Linked DNA regions of Mus musculus: all the other regions are linked to region 3. Evidence: chromatin contacts called from public Hi-C and promoter capture Hi-C data. All regions are on one chromosome and are shown on one strand. Each heading gives the region's core, a stretch centred on a gene start, on an enhancer-like site or on the middle of the called end of the contact. The rest is flanking DNA. Distances are from core to core; before and after follow the strand shown. Region 1 holds the start of Adora2a (adenosine A2a receptor). Region 2 overlaps Bcr (BCR activator of RhoGEF and GTPase). Region 3 holds the start of Ggt5 (gamma-glutamyltransferase 5).

The links. A called contact is a pair of places that touch in the nucleus more often than the background predicts. Capture Hi-C pulls out chosen DNA fragments and counts their contacts.
Region 1: a contact with region 3 is called in a promoter capture Hi-C map of adipose tissue. The contact joins the promoter of Adora2a here to the promoter of Ggt5 in region 3. A contact is called at or near these places in 1 of 39 promoter capture datasets (the C10 cell line), 1 of 115 datasets of contacts at active chromatin or transcription factors (memory CD8 T cells) and 1 of 9 other capture datasets (adipose tissue).
Region 2: a Hi-C map of the N1E-115 cell line shows a contact between it and region 3, with 3 times the contacts expected there. The contact joins the enhancer-like site here to the promoter of Ggt5 in region 3. A contact is called at or near these places in 2 of 39 promoter capture datasets (the C10 cell line and pre-B cells), 2 of 484 Hi-C or Micro-C datasets (B cells and the N1E-115 cell line) and 1 of 9 other capture datasets (liver).

The regions. Positions count from the first base shown.
Region 1 is chr10:75,315,487-75,320,238 of GRCm38.p6, forward strand. Adora2a (adenosine A2a receptor) reads left to right here and starts at 1,391. Exons shown (of 3, transcript NM_009630.3): 1 at 1,391-1,661.
Region 2 is chr10:75,168,683-75,173,130 of GRCm38.p6, forward strand. The region is part of intron 16 of Bcr (BCR activator of RhoGEF and GTPase); the gene reads left to right. Among named protein-coding and RNA genes, the nearest start is that of Specc1l, 41 kb to the right of the region's middle. Within about 2 kb of position 1,964, at least 154 of the 459 cell types and tissues checked have an H3K27ac peak or open chromatin away from gene starts, as enhancers often do. A contact at or near this core is called in the N1E-115 cell line, where this site is marked.
Region 3 is chr10:75,587,076-75,591,572 of GRCm38.p6, forward strand. Ggt5 (gamma-glutamyltransferase 5) reads left to right here and starts at 2,306. Exons shown (of 12, transcript NM_011820.5): 1 at 2,306-2,807. The coding sequence starts at 2,635.

The DNA of each region.
Region 1 (4,752 bases), core at 141-2,640, 270 kb before region 3:
TTTTCCTCTCTCCCTCTCTCCCTCTCTCTCTTTCTTCCCTGCTTTGTAACAGTAATTTCCTGCTAGTATAAATCATAATATAAGTATTTTTGGAGATACAGGTTTGCCAAAGGGATTGTGACTCACAGGTTGAGAACCACTGCTCTAGGAGGGTCCCCCTGGAGAAAGGTGCTGGGCCCTGGAATTGGAATGGTTGAGAGAGAGGAGGGATCCCCAGAACTGGCCAAGAGTTGGTCTCTACTTCATGAGTCCCCATATCCCCTTCAATGGGGCATTTTTAAGATAGTCATCCCAGGACACGAGTCTTGACAGGAATGGGCAGGATAGTATTGCTCCCCCAAGAGAACTCAGGAACAAACACGCAGAGTCCAGTTTGAGAATAGACCCTAGCTTGATCGTGTCTCATCCTTACCCCTGCAAGGCACATGGCGACGCACGCCAGTGTCAGGGCAGCCCTTGGCACTGGTCCTGCTTGGTGATGGTTTTAGGCTTCTTAACTGAAGCTGAGATGGCAGTGCTCCAGTCTTCTGTGCTCCCTCCAGAGGATCTCAGGTTTAAAGCAAATTGCACGAAGGTCCCTACTCTAACCAGATCTGTAGACACAGGCACACCCTCTACCCCACAGATGCTGTAACACTGCGAGGGTGGGCTCATCAAATGGAAATAAAAGGTCAGACTTTGGAAGAATGAGCCTGAGAGATGGGGTGGGGGGCGTCCAAGTCAAGTCCTGGTAGATGACAATCACCATTTCAAAGGCAGACATTGGCACCTGCACTCACTATGTGCCTACTTCTGAAGAGATATTCCTTCCCATCCTGACTGCAGCCCCCCGGGGGTCTAGCCTGGCTCTCAGCAAGCCTCCCCTCATACTTTCCTCTAACCAGACAGCCTGTGGGTTGCAAAGGTTCTAGAAGACAAGGTTCCAGAAAGGCTGTGGCCTTGTGTGAAGGGCTTGCCCTGTTGTGAACAGATTGAGATTTGCAAATCCTTCCAGAAAGACAAGATTCCACTTTGGGTCCAGCTGCCTCCAGTCGTGAGAGGAGGAGATTCCCAGCCCAGAAGTCTGAGAGTCCTAGTTAGGCTGTGGTGCAGATGCACTCCCTCCTTGCTCAGTAGTTCAGAGAAGTAAAGATGTGGGGGAGGAGTCACGGTTCACAGGCATCAGAGATGTAAGAACTGTAAAGGACCAACCCCCCTCCGCCCCCAGCCCCGGCCTAGGGTCGGGTGTGAAGCAGCTTGGGTCATAACAGCATCAGGGCAGCTTAGCTCCGATAAAGGGCAAAACTGGGAGGACCAGAGTGGCATAGACAGCCTAATGCCTTGTGGAGGAGCCACCGGAGAGGGGTGGGGCGCCAAGGCTTCATGGGTGGGGGCACTCGGGTGGGGGTGGGAGTGGCGCTGGAGGAGGCGGTCAGGACGCGTGGACCTGAAGCGCCCACGTTGGGGCGAAGGGTGCTTTGCTGCCGGACCCATCACCACCTCGCCCTTCCAGAGACAGTTTCCCCTGGTTCCCGCCTCGAGGCCTCGGTTTCCCCCAGCAGCGGGGCGGGGCGGGAGCAGCGCTGGTTTCGAAGTCGCCTGCAGGGTGCGCCCATGAGCGGCGCGGCCGGAGCTGGAGCCCGAGCGGTCGCTGAGACGGTGGGAGCCAGAGCAAGAGGCAGGTCAGCGGGGGTCCTGGGTCCCGGGGACCCTGGGGGTTTTCGGGTGGGCATCTTGGCGGTTGTGGCCGTCGGAGGCTGCGGAGCCTGGAGGTCTGAGCGAACCAGGGTCCTCCCGCCCCTCGGAGCGCCCGCCGCTCCCTCCGACCCTTCTTCCTTCCTGCTGTCGGGAGGGGAGTTCGCGGGTGCCGAGGTCCGAGCCTGCCCTGGCCACTTCGGGAGCGGTAGCAGCCCGGGTCCTCGGCGCGGTCACATCTCAAGTGTGGTGCCATCGGGGCGGTCCTCGGCGACCGGAAAGTGCTCAAGGGCAGCTAGGGAGGAAGGGGCTCGAGTAAGGCAGGGTAGCGGGATGCCTTACAGTCGTCTAGACCCGCCGGCGACACGAGCTGCTACAGCCGTCGATTTGTCGCCGCGCGGAGGGGACTGAACCTGCAAGCACACAAGTCCCTTTAGGGCGCGTCCCTACCAAAGCTAGGCTGCGGACGTCGAGGCGCGGCCGGAGGTAGGCGGGTCAGACTCTCGGGTTGGGGGTTCAAGCGGGCACCGGCTGCTTCGGGGAAGGCACGGCAAGAGCAGGGGAGTTTGGAACCCGGGGGAGGGGAGCATCCTGTTGACTGTGGTGGCGGGAACTTAGGGCACTGCGGAGAGTCCAGTGGACAACAGGGTGGGTGCCTGGGGGTGCCCAAAGCAGGGGTGCAAATGGCGGGAACGGTAACAACTCTCAAGGGTTTGGCAGAGGATGGGCACTGCCTTTGGAACCTTTAGACTAATCTTGCCCGCCCATGTAATGGGAGGAGCAGGAATTCACAGTGGACCAGAGAGACAGATGCAGCAGCCAGACAATCGCCAGGACTCCTTCTCCCCAGAATGGCTCAGGAGGGATTTGAATCCCTCTCCTTACCCAACCATAGACTGCACTTTGCCTCCCTGAGATGAGAGCCTGTTCTCTGTCCTTCTACCTGGGACTCTGTGCTGGTTGCCCGATCTCTGCCTCTACTGCCCAGCTCCTCCTCTACTCCCAGACCTCGTGGGCTTTCAGGAGGTTGCTCACAACCAACCAAGGATGTCCTAGGTGCCAGGACCCTTAAGACGATGATGGAGAGCTTTTCTGGGACAGGGAGTTAGGAAGGCTCTGCCTGTTTGGTTTTGTAGTCGCTGCTCAAAGATCGGTGGGTCCCTGAGTATGGTATCAAGATCTCAAAGCTCAGCCCTTGCATTCTGGGACTTCCCAGGTTCTCTCAAGTTCTAGTGTCTCTTGAGCAACCCCTAGCCAGTGCGCATTCCCTTAGAGGCTGACCATGACTGTTCTGGGCTGGGCTAGCCTTCCTGCTCATGGCTTGAAGTTAGGCTAAGGTCAGCCCACACAAGTAGTACGAGACAAACCGTGGGCCAGGCAGAAGAAGCAGTGGGTGATCTCCAGTGTCCTGCTAATGGGTCAAAGATTTTTGGTGTCCCAACCTAGAGTTTGATCTTGGCCCCTTGATGCACACTAACTAGGTGGCTGAGGGAAGGTCACTGTCCTGGAAAACCATTTTCCCACCTGTAGAGGAATGGTGTTCTTAGTAGTGCTAACACACAAGGGTATGGGGGTGGGTGGGAGAAGGGAATAAAAATGACAGTTTTTGGTTGGGTGTGGGGCAGGTTCAGGGGAAGAGGTGGTGGCAGTGGTGACTGGGGTGGGGACGGGTATGCTAGAGGGCAGGTCAGGGGTCTCCTCTGTTCTTAGGCTGGGTAACCCTGGAAGGGGAAGCAGAGATTGCCGTGAACAGAGGGAAATGTGGACAAGAGTTGGTTTGGGAGCAAGCATGTGGCTCCCAGGCATCAGGTTCTGCAAAGTCCAGGACCTGTCAGTGAGACCACAGTCCCTGGTGGCTCTCGGTTGTTGCCTGGATTTGATTCAGCAGCTCTTGCCTCTAACCTGCTCCTTCCTGAGCTACCCCCTCTCCCTCGAAGAAGCTAGAGCTCAATGGCCTTTTGGTAGCCCTGAGTAGTATGTGCATAGGAGAGTGGAGGGCGAGACAGATGGTCAGATAGACAGATGGACACCGGTAGGAAGTTTTGGTGAATGTGATGGTGTAGTTGAAGAGGTGAGGATCTTGCTACAGGCAAGTACTGAACTGGTAAAAGAGACTTTCTCCAAGTGCCAGGGAAGAATCTGGTCTGTGGGACACACTGGGGACCCGGCAGGGTAGATGATCAGGACCTGGGGAACTCAGTGGAGGAAAGTAGTCTGTAGGTGGGTGGCAGCAGAGGTGACAGAACCTGAGAATAGGACCAAGGTCCACACTGGGACCCCGATTGTAGGAGGAGATTAGAGGTACAGAGAGGAGCCCTTGGAGACTGTTCATGCCCAGAGCAAGACCCGGACCCTGAGATAAGGAAGAAGGAGCCATGTGGTGCAGAGAGGGAGGTCCCGGCCCTGAGATCCTGCCAGGTGTCAAGCAGGGATGGAATGGGGGAGAGAAGCTGCCCTTAGTCCAGGCCTGGGAAGGCACTGGACACTAGGAAGACAGGACTTGTGCTGTTTCCCAGGGCTACCTCTAACTTAATGTGCCATGACTCTGTTCCGAGGCTCTAGCTGCAGGAATCTTTGTTTTTGGCCTCACAATGGCGTCCGGGAGCCGGGAGCCAGGTTAGCGGAAGCACTGATGGACAGAGGGACGAACAGTGATAGGGTTCGGTGGATCATACTCAGACTGGTCCAGTGCAGCCTGCTCTTTACCTTCAGCCTCTGTGGCTGCATCATCACATCTCTGTCCCAAGGACCACAGCAGTGAGCCTGCATCCCTAGTTTCTAGTGCTCAGGCTAGCCTCCTGGTGGGGTTCCACCTAGGGATCCCTTGTTCTCTTCCTAGGAGGTACAGCACCTGTCATCTGCTATTTATGGGAGGCACGGATGTTGAGGCTTTCGTGGGATGCTCTTACCATGACCCGTGCACATGGAGAAGCCAAGGCACGGTGGGGGTGGCGGGGGGAAGCTGGCGTGGACCTTGCATGGATGCCACTTGGGCAGCTCCCACCGCAGGCTGCTCTCACAGTACTTCTGTGAGGACTGGATCCAGGGAAGGGCTTTACCCGGAGAACTAGCCTGCAA
Region 2 (4,448 bases), core at 714-3,213, 420 kb before region 3:
TCAACTACCCAGCTCACTCAAGGGTGTAGAGAGAACATCTTGTGTATTGTACGGCTGAAGCCTGTGGCCTATGGCTTAGACAGGACATAGAAGGTGGAACATCAAGAGGAGAGAGAGCTCTGGGAGCGAAGGAGATTCTCCAGCAAGATGCGATGAGCTAGATGCATGGAACCTGAGCACAGGAAACCAGCTGTGTGGCAACACATAGGTTAGGAAAAATGGGATATCTTAAGTCACATCCAATGAGGCCAAGGTAAATATATTTTTGAGTCTGAGTCTTATTTCTGAGAGCATGGGGCTGGAGGAAGAATCAGGGCTAACTTCTATACAAAGGTGATCCCAAGAATGCCAACAGACTGGGTGCCTGGCCCCTTTATGGGTTTATCAAGTTAGCAAAGAGAAATTCAGGTCCCAGCAGTTGTTGGCTTAAATGCCTTGAATTTTCTCCTCGACTCTTGTGAATGGTTGGATTTGAACCAGGGCCTCTAAGTCCTACCACTAGATAGCTAGGGGTCTCGGTGGGAAGTGAACAAAGCTAGCTTATCAAACCAAACTTCTTTGAAACCCCCTTGCTCCGATGCCGCCTTGTGAACAAATGTCTCCTCGTGCTTTTGCTTTTCCGTCAAGGCACTCAGGCACCCTGTGCCAGCCTAGCAAAGAGAAGAGAATTTCCAGTGCCAGAAAGCAGTGAAGGTAGCAAAGACAGATATACTCAGGGATACCTCCCAGAGGGAAGAGACACCGTTGCATAGACAGGGCTCCACTCCAGGTAAGGCGCAGGCAAATGGAAATTTACAGCCAAGGAGCAGGGTAAGGGTCAGTGAGTGGAGATTACTAAGAGGAAATGCCAGGAGTGAGGAGGATTCTGGCTAGACCAGCCCAATGGGATTTTTCTTCTGAAGGAAGGTCAGGTAAACAGACATTACCTGGAGACAAAGAACCCAGCTACACGTCAAAGATGGGGGTGGGGGCAAACCTGTAATCCAGCACTTTGGAGGTAGAGACAGATAAAAAATCCACAGCTAGTCACAACCACATAGTGAATTATTTGAGACCAGCCTGGGCTCTGTGAGGCACTGTCAAAATAATAATAATAATAATAATAAACGCTGATGATGATGGTGATGGTGATGGTGATGATGATGGAGATAGAGAGATAGCTTAGTTGATATGGAGGCTTGAATGATAATTCCAGAATCCACATTAAAAAAAAAAAGTGTGGGGCAGGAGTAGAGGAGCCCAGTGTGATGAACCACATGCAATCCCAGCACTGGGGAAACTGAGGCAGACAGATCCCTAGGGTTCTCTGGCCAGCCAGTCTACCTTACTTGACAAGTTCCAGTCAGGGAGAGACCCTAACTGACTCAACAAAAACAAGGTAGATAGCATCTGAGAGATGACTCCTGAGGTCGGCCTTGGTGTCCTCAAACACGTATACATACACGCACACCAAATACAGCATACCCACGTATACACTACACACACACACACACACACACACACACACACACACACACACACACACACACACAGAGTATATGTTCTTAGAAAAATTGATTGAACAGAATTCTTACTCAGATTGGGCTTTTGCGCAGGGGTGAAGCCATGTTGATCAAAGCTCAGAGTCTGGCTAGTCTGGTAGTAAAGAGGATAGTCTCTGTCCACCCACCAGCCCTGCTGTGCCCTGTGTGACCCAAGTGAGTCATAGCCCCTCACCCTTCCAGCAATGTGTCCTCGTATATCAGATGGAGCAAGAGACACATCCGTCTGCAGCTTGGTGACGTGTCACCCAGACCTGGTCAGCATTTGGTGCTATTATTACTGTTACTATTTTGTCACCATCATTGTCAGTGAAGAGGCACTGGAGACTGTCGGCCCCTGCTCCAGCCCCCAGTCATCACCGTGGTCTGAGAGATGATTGGCCTCGGGAACTTCTTTACACAGGAAGGAACCCAAGCACTTGAAAATGGTCTAGATGACTCACACTCGCCTACACAGTGACTGGCCTGTCTCCCAGCAACAAGGGCTTGTCCGTGTGATCCCTGGAGGAAGGAAGCAGGAGGAGGGGCAGTGTTACGGCCTGACACTCAGCCTGGCTCCGTTCTCCCGCCTCTTGCTTCTTCTCACCTGTGGATACTGTTTATGGGTTAGGTATAGCTGAGAAAGCCATCTGCGGCTTAACCAGGGCTGAGCCAGGCTTTCCCGATGATGTCGACACCTTCCATGCGTGTCGTTGTGGATAGGTGCCTAGCTGTCTATTTCCTGCTGCTGGGAGTTGGTGAGGAATGGCAACCCTGGCTCAGAAACTAAGTGGAGAGACGTCCTGTGAGGTAAAGCTGCATGCTGAGATAGAGAAGATGCAGTCCTCAATACCAGAGGGAAGACAGGTGGAAGTCCAGACTCAGGCAGAACAGCAGGGCCCAAGAGAAGGGCCAGAATGGACACTGAGGCTCTGATGGTAGTATTCACGCACATCCTCAGACTGAGAGTGCCAGACTCTTCTGAGGTTAAGATCCTGAGTCGGTACGCTTCTCTGCTCTATAAATGGTATTAATGAATACTTAGTCCAAGAACCACAGCCCAAGTTTTTGGATTCTGCCCTTACTCTTTATATGACCTTGACTTATCCGGTCCCCATTTCTCTTCCTGAAGAACGGAGGTTCCACAAGAGAAAGAGTAGAGTGTTCCCTCTTTCTGAACCCAGGACACGTTAAATCCACACGCCAGAAAGGGATGTGATGGCGCTGACCTGGAAGGTGACAACTGTTCAGAGAGTCACCAGCAAGAAGACTATGAGCCCTCGTGCAGTTCGTACACAGCACCTTGGTCCTTTCCAAGCTTCTATAGGTCATCCAAGCAAACCAAACCATCATACACCAGAGCCTGTTGTGTTGCCCTCATAAGGAAGAACCTATGTGCCAGGATCCAAGAGTGCCATAACATGAAGACATTTTATCCCAGGCTTTAAGATACTACAGATGTGCCAAAAGCCAGGGTCATCATGCTGCAAGGTCACACTGGCATCCTCAGATATCGCTGATGAAGGGGCCAAGTTTGGGCACAGGGAGACCTTCACATGAAGGAACACGAGGTATATCTTCAGGTCATACCCCAAGGCCGGCAGTTAGCCAGGATTCAGGGATGCTTGAACTGAGAGGAAGCCATTCAGCAGCCTGACTGCATATGGTCAAGACCGGGCCAGGATCCTGAAAGCACCATCCTCAGCTAGGGCCACTCTGCAAAGGAGACCAACATACTCGGTAAACCTAGGTCTCTTGGAGCCTTGTACCCATTAGAGATTTCCCATGCCCTCTTCTCTCCTTTCCATTCATAAACTTTCTAGGCTGCCAAATTCTCGTAGCCCTGTTCTTTCCTGGGGATTAACATTATACTGAGTTGTAGAATCTCATCTTGTCCCATTTTTTTTCCTCTTGTACCATCCTCCTGTTTGGGTTATGTCTCAGGTTCCCACACAGCCATCTGGGTGATAATAGCTTCTGTCTTAGAGATGTGTCCATTCTCCACATTTTGTATCAACAGAATCATGCCAGAGGTAGTCTCCTGTATTTTCTGGGTTTTCTGGATTCTTCTTTGAGGGTGGGGTAGGGGATGTTTTGTTTTGTTTTGTTTTGTTTTGTTTTGTTTTGTTTTGTTTTGTTTTGTTTTGTTTTGTTTTGAGACAGGGTTTCTCTGTATAACCCTGGCTGGCCTGGAACTCACTTTGTAGACCAGGCTGGCCTCAAACTCAGAGGGATTCACCTACCTCTGTCTTCCAAGTGCTGGGATTAAAGGTGTGCACCATTGGGGCTGGAGAGATGGGTCAGTGGTTAAGAGCACTGACTAAACCCTTTCTCAAAAAACCAAAAAACAAAAAGAAAGAAAGAAAGAAAGAAAAAGAACACTGTCTACTCTTCCAGAGGTCCTAAGTTCAATTCCCAGCTACCACATGGTGGCTCACAACCATCTGTAATGGGATCTGATGCCCTCTACTAGTGTGTCTAAAGACAGCTACAGTGTACTCATGTACATAAAATAAATAAATATTAAAAAAGAGTGTGCACCATCACTGTCCAGATGACTATTATTTTTAAAGGTTATCTTTTTTATTATTATTTCATTAGTATTATTATCCTTAGTAGCTAAATAAAATTATCCTGTCACGGCCCACGGTTTTTTGTTTTGTTTTGTTTTGGGGGAGGGGGCGGTTCTGTCCGTTTGGCTTGCTTCCACTTTAATTATGGTTACTGCTATTGTGACCCCTTGTTTGGTCTAAGTCAATATGGACAATTGTTTCCCAGTTGTAGGTAGAGGAGTCTCCGGGGCCGGTTCAGTGCCTGCCCTGGTTGAACGTGGGCTTTCTCCAGCTTGCCCTGGTGTAGACTAAGCAGTTTCCCAGGCATCCACCAGACCCACTGACCACAGCTGTTCTTCCCAGGGAGACAGTGCAG
Region 3 (4,497 bases), core at 1,056-3,555:
AGATCTTATGGAGGTATTTTCTCAGTTGAGGCTCCCTCTCTGATGACTCTAGTTTGTGTCAAGTTGATATAAAACTAGCCAACACACTCTTTAAGGGCAGCCCCTCATGCTGTGTCAAGGTCTATAGAACTCACAGCTGTGACCACGAGGTAAAGAGACACTTGGAGACAATGTAGAAGTGAGCCACCGGGGTAGTCACAGCCTAGGAGCTAAATATTGCCCCTTAAAGTGAGCACAAGTTGGGGGTCCCTGAGGGAAGGGACCCAGTGGCTGGAGGAGGGTCCCAGGAGGCTAGAAGTCCTGGTGTTTCCAACCTGCCCATGGGAAAGCAGGGTTTTCCTGTAGGTGTGCTCCATGTCTGAGCTCTAAAGCTCTCTATCTCTGGGGCTCCTTGGGGAACACAGAAGCTGGGCTGAAGGGGGGGGTGCCAGCCATTCCTCAATCCATATTTGAAGGGGAGAAGGCAGGATTCCCTAGGCCAATATATTAAGATATGGTATATCAGTGTTTCATGCCCCACTGGACTGGCCGGAGATTTCCATGGACCCAGGGTGCTTGAAGTGTACCGCGCTCTCCCAGACCCACTGCGTATAGCCCAGAGCTTCTTTGGAGACTTGGGGACTTGAGTGACCATCCCCTTTCTAGTGCCTTTCCATGTTACTTCCTGGATAAGGGCCTTTGGAGCCACCAGACCTGGCCTTCCCAGCCAAGTCCAGTATGATAGCAAGCCTTGAGAATCCGTAGAACTGCCTCTGAACTCTGGTCTGCGCCTGACCAGGATGTCCCAGCCAGGGACCAGGAGGGGAAGATAACCTACCCTTGTGTCTGCTTGTTCCCCCCATACTGCTTTGGCCTTAGGGGACAGTGGCCCGTGAGTGGACTGGCCTACATTCAAGAATGTGCTTTGGTTCCTGGTTGAGCAATGACATGACATTGTAGTGTTGGGGACAACTGGGATGGGGAAGACTCCCACAGACACTCCCCTCTTCCTCTAGGAAGATGTGGGAACAGGCTTACAGGAAACAGCCTCCCTTGTCCAGGCTTAGCAGGGACTCTGGGTGTGACACTTAACAGGATGGGTGGCCAGTGCGGGCATTCCCTCTCTGGGCCTCTTTTTTTTTTTTTTTTTTTTTTTTTTGGCATTGCCAAGCCGGGGGGTACGAAGATGGGGGCGGGGGGCATGCTCAGTGGAAAGAGAGTGAGGAATGATGGGAAGGCCTGAAACCAAGAGCTCTTCTGCCCTGCACATGTATTAATTCTGATCACGAGAGCACATTGGTGGGTCCTCACTGCTCCAGCTGCCTCCCACTGGAACATCCTGAGATCATGGAAAGATAGGACCCAAGCCAGGCTCCCAGAGGAGGAGGCTCACCAGCACAGAAATAGCCCTGAGTTCTTCTGGACTCAGCAAGTGGGCCTCTGAGCTGCAGAAAAAGGGAGGGCACTTGAGCAGGGCAGCCTCGTCCTTTAGAGGTCTAAGGTTGAGTTTATGGGTCACTATGTCCCAGCACTGTGTGTCAGCAGCACTGGGTGTCAGGGCACTGGACATCTGGCCTGCCTGCCCACTCCCTTCCCACCCCATGCTCAGATGTTTGGATGAGGCTGTGCCAGGCTGTAATAAAACGGTCCCGACGAGGCTGGAGAGCTGGCTCAGCAGTTAAAAGCACTGACTGCTCTTCCTGAGGTCCTGACTCTAAATCCCAGCAACCACATGGTGGCTCACAACCATCTGTAATGAGATCTGATGCCCTCTTCTGGTGTGTCTGAAGACAGCTACAGTGTACTTACATATAATAAATAAATAAATAAATAAATAAATAAATAAATCTTTAAAATATTTTAAAAGATTCATTTCTATAAAAATTTTAAAAATTAAAACAGCACGGTCCTGAGTGGCTACCTTGGTCTACCTTCAGCCCCATCTCTGTACCAGCTGGGTGATTGCATTGAGAGGCTGCCTGGGTGGAACCAGTTGGGAGTGGAAGCTGGGGAATGGAGTTTCACCCTGCAGGAGACACCCTGACCCTGAGCTGTTGGGAGGCAGGAAAACAGTGAGAGAGGTTCCCTGAGTTCCATGTCCCAGTTCCCCTGGGTGCATCAAGCATCACATTTCCAATGGCACTGGGACTGAGGAGTCTTTGGGTGGTGTTGGGGCAGCAGGGCAGGCCATGGGATCAACTGGCGATGGAAGAGTTAACAGCGGCAGCTGGCTCTTCTCAAGAAAAAAAAAACTCCCTGTAGATGCCTGGCTTGCCTCCAGGGTTGAGCCTCGGGAGCTGAAAACTGCAAGTTCAGACCTGTGGCTAGTTCTGCCTCTGGAGGAGAGTGTAGCAGCAGCCTGGCCACAGCCTGCCGTCTGTCTATCCATAAACCCAGGCTGGCTGGCTTCCTGTTTCTCCTCTGTAACCTGCCTGGCCACCTATCTGTAAGGCTGTCCGTCATCCTTTCTGTCCAGTTGTCTGGCCTGTGTGGCTGTCTGTCTTGACCCATCGATCTTTCCCCTCTGTCCAATAGCCTGAGATCACCCTGTGTAGCTTCTTTTCCCTTCAGTTTGTCAGTCAGTTTGTCTGTCTCTGTCTGTCCACTGCCCTGTGTGTCCAGTTGCCTCCCTCTCTGTCCCTGGGCCACTGAGCCATGGCTTGGGGTCACAGGGCCACGGTCTGCCTGGTCCTGCTGGGTGTAGGTCTAGGTCTGGTTATCGTTGTGTTGGCTGCGGTCCTTTCTCCTCGTCAAGCCTCTTGTGGTCCCGGTGCCTTCACGCGTGCTGCGGTAGCGGCTGACTCCAAGATCTGCTCGGATATTGGACGGTGAGTAAAAAGTGGGTGTGAGCTCAGTGGCCCTTGGCAGCTAGCGGGTTGTGCCTGGAGACTGTGTAACTGTGGTGGGGGTGTGAAGAGGGACACGCGAGTGCCGGCTGTGCTTGCGGTGGGGTAAAGGCCATGTGTGGTTTGGCTTCCTACAACAGTCCCAGGGCCCTTGCACAGAATGGTGTATGTGTGTCCATAGGGAAGATGGGGACTCTGGACAGCATTGCAAAGATGGTGTGAGTCTATTATTGAAGATCGGCTATACAGTGCTGGTTGGAAAGGCAGACTGGATGAGACCTGTGACTTTGTGCCTGCTGGTTCTGACCAAGACTGGACCTTTTTCAGAAACCTGGGCAACGGGCTTCAGGGTTCCATACATTGGTCTGCCCTGCCACAGAGAGAGGGAGGTCCCAGGGCCAGTATAAGAAAGCACGTTACAGCTGTCAGGACCTCCCTCTCTGTGGCAGGGTCTGGCCTTGGTGAGTGGAGTGACTGATGTGGAGGCTGGGAAGGAGGGAGAGAGACAGACAGAGACAGACACAGACACAGAGAGAAAGAGAGGCAGAGACAGAGAGACAGAGACAGAGAGACAGAGAGAGGAAGAGTGGGGAGAGAGAGACAGACAGAGAGATAGACAGAGAGACAGACAGAGAGAGAGGCAGAGAGAGAGGCAGAGAGAGAGGCAGAGAGACAGACAGAGAGAGAGGCAGAGAGAGAGGCAGAGAGAAGCTACAGTGGTTGTTTCCTGACCTTCCAGGAAACCCAGCCCATGGGAAGCCTATGCTACCCACCATGCTGCCACAGGATTACCCTGAGGCAAGAAGTCACTCCTGGTCCCCTGCCTCCCACTGGGGCCCTGAAACCTGGACAAGCCTCTCCTTTTTTCTGGTCATCTGGGTCTCCTTCCCAGAATATCTGCCTGGTAGCCCACTGTCAGGGTTCAAGTGCTTTGTAAACCCAAGGCTGGGTCCTGCAGCAGGCAGAGTGGTGGTCCTGGCCCAAAATACCATGCTGTTATGCTTTTTTTTGACTGTTATTGAATGTACCTTCTGTCTGTCTGTCCTTCCTTCTTCCTTCCTTACATCCTTTCTTCCTTCTGTCCATCCTTCCATCTGTCCTTTGTCTGTTTGTCCTTCAAACCATCTGTCCTTCCTTCCTTCCTTCCTTCCTTCTGTCCATCCTTCTTTCTGTCTGTCTGTTCATCTGTTTTTCCTTCCATCCTTCCTTCTGTCTATCCTTCCTTCCTTCTGTCCATCCTTCCTTCCTTCTGTCTGTCCTTCCTTCTGTCTGTCTTTCCTTCCTTCTGTCCTTCCTTCTGTTTGTCCTGCCTTCCTTCCCGCCTCCCTTATTCCATCTGTCTACCCATTCTCTTCCACCTCCCTCGCTCACAGTAGCCCGCAACCCTGCTAACCTGGTCCTCTGAGTTCCCAGACTTCCTGGAGGATTCACATCTACATTTAACTTGGAACTCCATGGGAATAGCAGCCCGGATCAGTAGGGACAGTCCTTTCTACGTCACATGGCGCTCCCAAGGGACTCAAGAGTTAAGACCAACAGTTGCTCTGTCTCCATGAGATGCAGCATCTATTTAATCCTTCTAGAATACAAAATTGTAACTGAGGTGGGGTATGTGTGCACGCTCAGGCCCCACAGAAAACCAGCCAGAAGAGCAGCCTCTGTGAACAAAGGG